Linked DNA regions of Cricetulus griseus: region 2 is linked to region 1. The links are chromatin contacts, called in public Micro-C maps. All regions are on one chromosome and are shown on one strand. The core of a region is the stretch at or near the end of the contact, and the rest is flanking DNA. Distances in the headings are between cores, read along the strand shown.

Evidence for each region. Hi-C and Micro-C count contacts between places; a contact is called where the count stands out from the background.
Region 2: a Micro-C map of the CHO-K1 cell line shows a contact between it and region 1, with 5 times the contacts expected there. The contact joins the promoter of Tbc1d23 here to the promoter of Cmss1 in region 1. A contact is called at or near these places in 6 of 8 Hi-C or Micro-C datasets (the CHK-Q cell line, the CHO-K1 cell line, the CHO-S cell line and 2 more).

The regions. Positions count from the first base shown.
Region 1 is chr4:34,605,343-34,608,125 of CriGri-PICRH-1.0, reverse strand. Cmss1 (protein CMSS1) reads right to left here and starts at 1,346. Exons shown (of 11, transcript XM_027412477.2): 1 at 1,133-1,346. The coding sequence starts at 1,193.
Region 2 is chr4:34,967,478-34,970,458 of CriGri-PICRH-1.0, reverse strand. It overlaps Tbc1d23 (TBC1 domain family member 23), which reads right to left and starts at 1,555. Exons shown (of 19, transcript XM_027412484.2): 1 at 1,383-1,555. The coding sequence starts at 1,435.

The DNA.
Region 1 (2,783 bases), core at 97-2,596:
AAACACTCCTCAAAAGGTATGAGATGGAGAACTGTACATTACCTACCAAGAACAAGCTATTTTTATTCACGTTTACTTTACGTTTAGTTTCTCAGAACTGTAGTTTGGTGCCAGCTACTGTGTATCTCTAGCCTAGTCTCAAACCTGGGATCCAAACTCCCACCCTACACTGGACTGACACTCTACTATAACTTCCAGTTTCACACTGAGAAATCTCCTAAACTTGTCCACTGCATCGGTGTCTATCATGTGATAGTTCTGAAGTCAAAATAAACAGAAATCTAACTTTGATATTGCCCTCAAAACTACAAAGAGGCAGACCTTGGAACCTTGGAGGGTGACTTGGGACAGAGACAGTAACAAAAACAGGAGTCTTATGGGACTTGAAATGTTCGAGGCCACTCTTGGGGAGTTACTTAATAATACTATTTTCCTTGAAAATAAAATGCCTATGCGTCCATGCATGGACAGCATGATAAAAATTGCTAGAACTGCGTTAACTTAAATGCTTTGGGAAGCAGCTTGGTTTCTGACACCAACTAGCTAAGTGGACTTGCTATGGAACATCTTCAGGTCACATTCCTCATCCGTAAACAGCAGAGTTCAAAACGGGGACCTTTAAGGCCCTTGTTGCTTCAAAATACGTATTATAAAGAACACATTACAATGATAATTGGGGATATACTACACGCCAAGCATTGTAAAGAGCTTTGCAACTTCAAATCACCTTCACCTTCATAACAATTTCTGAATGGACCTTAACGTTATTACTCTTTCTGCAGATGAGGAGAGGGGGAACGCGTCAGTGACAGCAGGCCTGTGATTTTAATTCCAGCACTAGTTCAGGACCTCCCGGTGGCCGCGACAGCGAAACGCCTCTTTGAACAAACACGGTCTGCGTAGTTTCAAGGAAAAAGTAAAAAGGAAAGAAAAGAAAACGAGAGCTTTGGGAAGGCACCGCTCCACTCTGGCTGACGGCGAGGGTGGCCCTCTCGTTGCACGTGGGACAGGCTCTCCCACCCGTGTCCCCGCGGCGCCTGGTGCTCCCTCGGCTGCGCGCCCCTCCTCCGGGCGGACCACCGCGACTGCCACACGCGGGCAGCGGGCTGAGGCCGGGGCGGGGAGCGGGTACCTGGGCTGCCGGCGGCGGCCGGCTGGCTCTCCCACCACTCGTCTCCCAGATCGTCTGCCATCTCCGTGCGACGCGACCGACGCGAGCTGACAACCGGGTGGAACCGGCCCGGCTGCTGCGATCCGCTCTGCCTCGGAAGAGCCGGCGACAGCGACGCTGCACGCGGAGACACCACAGAACCGCGTCGCCCGGTGGAGATGACGTCACACGGCCACGCCCTCCAGCTGCGGAAGGCCAGGGCCGTCGCCGTTTCCACACAGGTTCGCGTGCTCAAGATCGATCTAGAAACACCAAGTAAATGCCCCACATGGTAGAAACGAGCCGAGACACAGAACCAAAACTTCATCATCTGCTTCGGTTATTTTTAAAAAGACATCTTTAAGGGTTTTGTTGTGGGTTGTGGCGGAAAAGCCTGTGTCGAAAGTGCAAGAACCGATGCTAGGACGGTTTTCCTCTGCTCAGTTTCAAAGAATTTACGCCGCGGGAGAAATCTTGGGCACGTGGTTGTGTTTGCACCAGGTTGTCCGTGGTTCTGACGGCCCTGCACGTATGCAGTTTGCCCTGAGAGAGAAACCTGAGAGTTTTTGGCGATAAAAGTCAGGAATTAGTTGTGAATGTGCGTGCTACTCTTTTGGACAACTTAAGTGAAGGGAAGGTAATTGGTCAGGAAGGGCGCTAAAGCTCTAGAGCCCTGTAACATTATAATGCTCTATTTAAAATACTTAACCAGGTTTTGATGTACTCTTTCTAGGAGTAGGAGTGGTAGTGTATGGGTCCCACTGAATACTACGGCTCTTGGAACAAGAACAGAATTGGGGGCCAGGGGTGGTGGCGCACGCCTTTAATCCCAGAACTCTGGATGGAGGCAGAGGCAGGCGGATCTCTGTGAGTTCAAGGTCAGCCTGTAGAGAAACCCTCAAAAGAAAGAAAGAGAGAGGGACAGGGGAGAGGGAGGGAGGGAAGAAGGAAGAGGAGGAGGAGGAGGGGAGAACTTGGTGCAGAGTAGACTAGCAGACTTGATAATCGGACTGTATTTATTTCCCTTTACTTTCTGCCCGACAACAGGTATCAGAGATCAGGAAAGCCACAGGCCAAATGCAGCATTCCGGGTGTTTGTACCTGTGGTCATAAGTGATTGTTATAGTAGAAAGCATTGGAGGAAAATCTACACATCCATACTTCATATTTACTTTATATATAATTCATATTTCCCTTTATAGAAAAAATTACAGACTATATGGAGTAATCAATCCAAAGTGTATCTTCCATTTAACTGTTTTCTTATCAGTACATTGATATCTGGGTTTATAAATTAGTCTGCCCTAAAACCCCAGATCCAGTACCTCATGACCTCAGAGAGGCTAAGGAGGAAGCAACTACTGGGGCTTTACCCCTCTGTTTCTGCATGGCATTTGAATAAGTACCACTGGGTTTAGGTTATGAAACATTCACTTCCCAGTGATTTGAACTGGGCAGCCTTCATAGAAAAGGGGGCAATTAAACTTTAGCTTGTCAGTGTATATCAGCATGCCAGTGTGGATAAAATTAAAAAAAAAAAAATCAGTGCCTTGGTGGGAAAATTGGGGTGTTGTTTTGGATAAGCTGTCTAACCTTACTGGGCTTGGGTCCATAACACGAAGAAAATAGACAA
Region 2 (2,981 bases), core at 306-2,805, 360 kb before region 1:
ACACATTGGATATATTTTAAAATACAGTAAAATTTTTTGAGTTTTCAATGAGGCAAAAGGAAAATTTTACTTCTGTACTTTGTTATATTTATTATTTTGAACATTGTTAATCTTACTAAATCTTCAGAGTCTAACACACACCAATGCCTCCATGAAGCTTATGTAATGTACTTTGAGGTGGCTTCTGCCTCATCTATCCAATATAAGCTACTTGAAAGAAACAAGATTTACATTTTCCTCCTACACTCGGAATAAAAACTGCACTAAGATACCGATGTCCACTAACTGAGGTGAAAGTCTCAATTACTGTATTATCTATCCCTTTCAACTATTCCCACTTTCCTCAAATAGTGAAGTATATGTCTCTCAATTCCTTGTATTGCGTTCAGGTAAACAGTGCCAGTGATCGATATAAAAACAGTGTGAACAGAAAAAAAAAAAAAAAAACATGAGTATTACATGCAGTCAATATACTTAGATCAACAGATCAAACTACTTCAAAAGTAGAAGCGTTTGCCAAAAATTAATGACGCTGGGTGGAAAAAAATGCCTACCAAAAGGCATCGGAAGGGTTGGGGTTGTATACAGTTGGTAGAGTGCTTGAACCCCGGGTTCAATCTCCAGCACTACATACACCAGGTAAGACGGAGCTTGCCTATAACCCAGCGGGTTCAAGCAAGAGGATCAGATGTTCAGTCATCCTCAGCCACACAAAAAGTTCGAGGCCGGCCTTGAGCTACACGAGTCCCTTTACAAATTAAGTCTTCCCACAGTCCCAAGGAGGCAGATATGCAAACGCTTGGGAGAAACAATAACAAAATCTAAGACGCCGTCCAAAGCTATGAAATCGAGTTGTGAGGAAAGTGGTGGGAAGGAAAAATAACACTTGAGAAAGACAAATGTTGGAGACTGTTGGGAGACAAACAAAATTAATTAAAAAACAACAACAACAACAAGAAGAACTGAATTCTTCTGGGTGTGTCTCCCAACCTCTGCACTGTCAAAGGTCGCGCTGGTTATTTCCAAAGATCTTGCTTCAAATGGTCTGAGCTCTTCATCAAGCAACTTCCTCCTTAGCGCGCCCACTCCAACTCCCTGGCTAGGGACTCGGCGAACTCAGTGCTGAAGCCACCCTCTCCGCTGGGCCGACAGGGAGGACCCGACTTAGGCGCAGATCCGGGACCAGCCCGGAATTCCCGGGATTCCGCCCCAGCTGCAGGAGCCCACGGGCAAAGGGACCGGAGACAGAGGGGGCGGGGCAGGACACCGGAGGAGGACAGGTGCCCTGCTCCACGCCCGGCCAGCTGGCAGCTCCGGAACGTGCAGGATGGAGAGGAGGAGGAGAGGGGGCCACCGGGAATGAAACCTGGGCTCGCACTCACCAGCTGTCCCCGCCCGACGTTGACAGCGGCAGAAGCTCTTCTCCTTCCGCCATTGCTGTTGACGTCCACGTCACTTTGCCGAAAAGTGGACCTGGCGCCGAGACTGTGTCTGAGACTCAGTGTCGTAAAAGGAGTTACGAAGTCTGAGACTGAGGCTCACCGGGGCGGAGGAGGAGGGCGGCAAGGAACTGGAGGGATGCGACGTCATCGCGTCCCGAGGGCGAAAGGCGGAGCCTGGAGCTTGCAGGCGGCCGGGCTCGTGGAAGACCACATATCCCAGGATGCCACGGGGCCGCGAACGAAGTGGGAGGGGCACGAAGTTTGCGGGCGGGACCTCGGGGGAGTGGGCGGGGCGCGGAGAGAAGGCGTGGCTCGGAGGAGGTTTTGTGAATGAGAAGCATCCCCCGCTGGGCGTCTCCTCAGCGTCTGCTTTCCTATTTGGCGAGGAGCTGTGAGCTAGTGGAGAGAAGAGGGCAAGCACGAATTCACAGAGGTGAGCAGCATGGAAAGCAAGGAAAGGGCCGAACACCTCATTTGTAAGGACCATAAAAAAAAAAAAAAACAAGGCCGGGGATAGTGCGATGTACAACGCTTGCCCAGCGTCTTCAGTGCTTCATTCGATCACCAGAGCCACGAGAAAATAAAAATACACGAAAGGCTCCATACTGTATGTCTGAATACCTAAAAGTTATAACTCAAACGATTTTATGAAGAAAATAACGTTGTAGCCCTCACAGCCAGGAAAATCAACTCTAGTTAGAATTCTGAAACTGGAATTCCAGTTTAAGAAAGCTGTCAAGATCCTTCCCTTCCTATCCTATCTCCCATCTGTCCCTCCTAGATGGCCCTCCCTGTTCTACACCCAGGCTTCATCCGCAACACCAATATTAGCAAACTCTAGCCCCTAGTGGCTACCCTAGACCACTCCAGATTCAGGACAGACCATAAGAAATACTTGTAGGTCCTAGGAGCAACGGTGCAGTTAACTCATACAACATGGATAAATCTGAAATATTCATGTTAAAATGAGCAAAGCAGATTACAAACTAATGGCATTGTTTATATTTGGTATCAACATAATAGCAATAGATACATGTACACTGAAAAAAGCTGAGGTGATTCGTAGGAAAATTGGGAAGGCACATAAATTTCATATGGGACAGAAATTACCAGAAAGAACTTTAAGTAAAGCAAGTTTCTGTTTGATTATGTTTTGCTTTGTTTGTTGTTGTTTTGTTTTGAGACCGGGTTTTACTATGTAGCCTTGACTATCTTGGAACTCGCTAGACCAGTTGGCCTGAAACTCATAGATATCCACTTGCCTCTGCCTCCTGAATGCTAGGGTTAAGGGCTTGCATCGCCAAGCCCAGCTTATGTTTGTTTTTTTTAGAGATGGGTTTTTTGCTGTTTTACCAAGCTTGGTCTTGACTCCAGACTGGTATATTTGAGCTCGTGGGCTCAAGTATTCTTTTTGCCTCAGCCTCTCAAGTAGAGAGTATGACAGATGTTTGCCACAGGGGTGCCCATTATTTTTTTTCTATAAAGTATACCTTGATACCTAAAATGCTCCATAATTTAAAAAAATTTAAACAGTGTAGT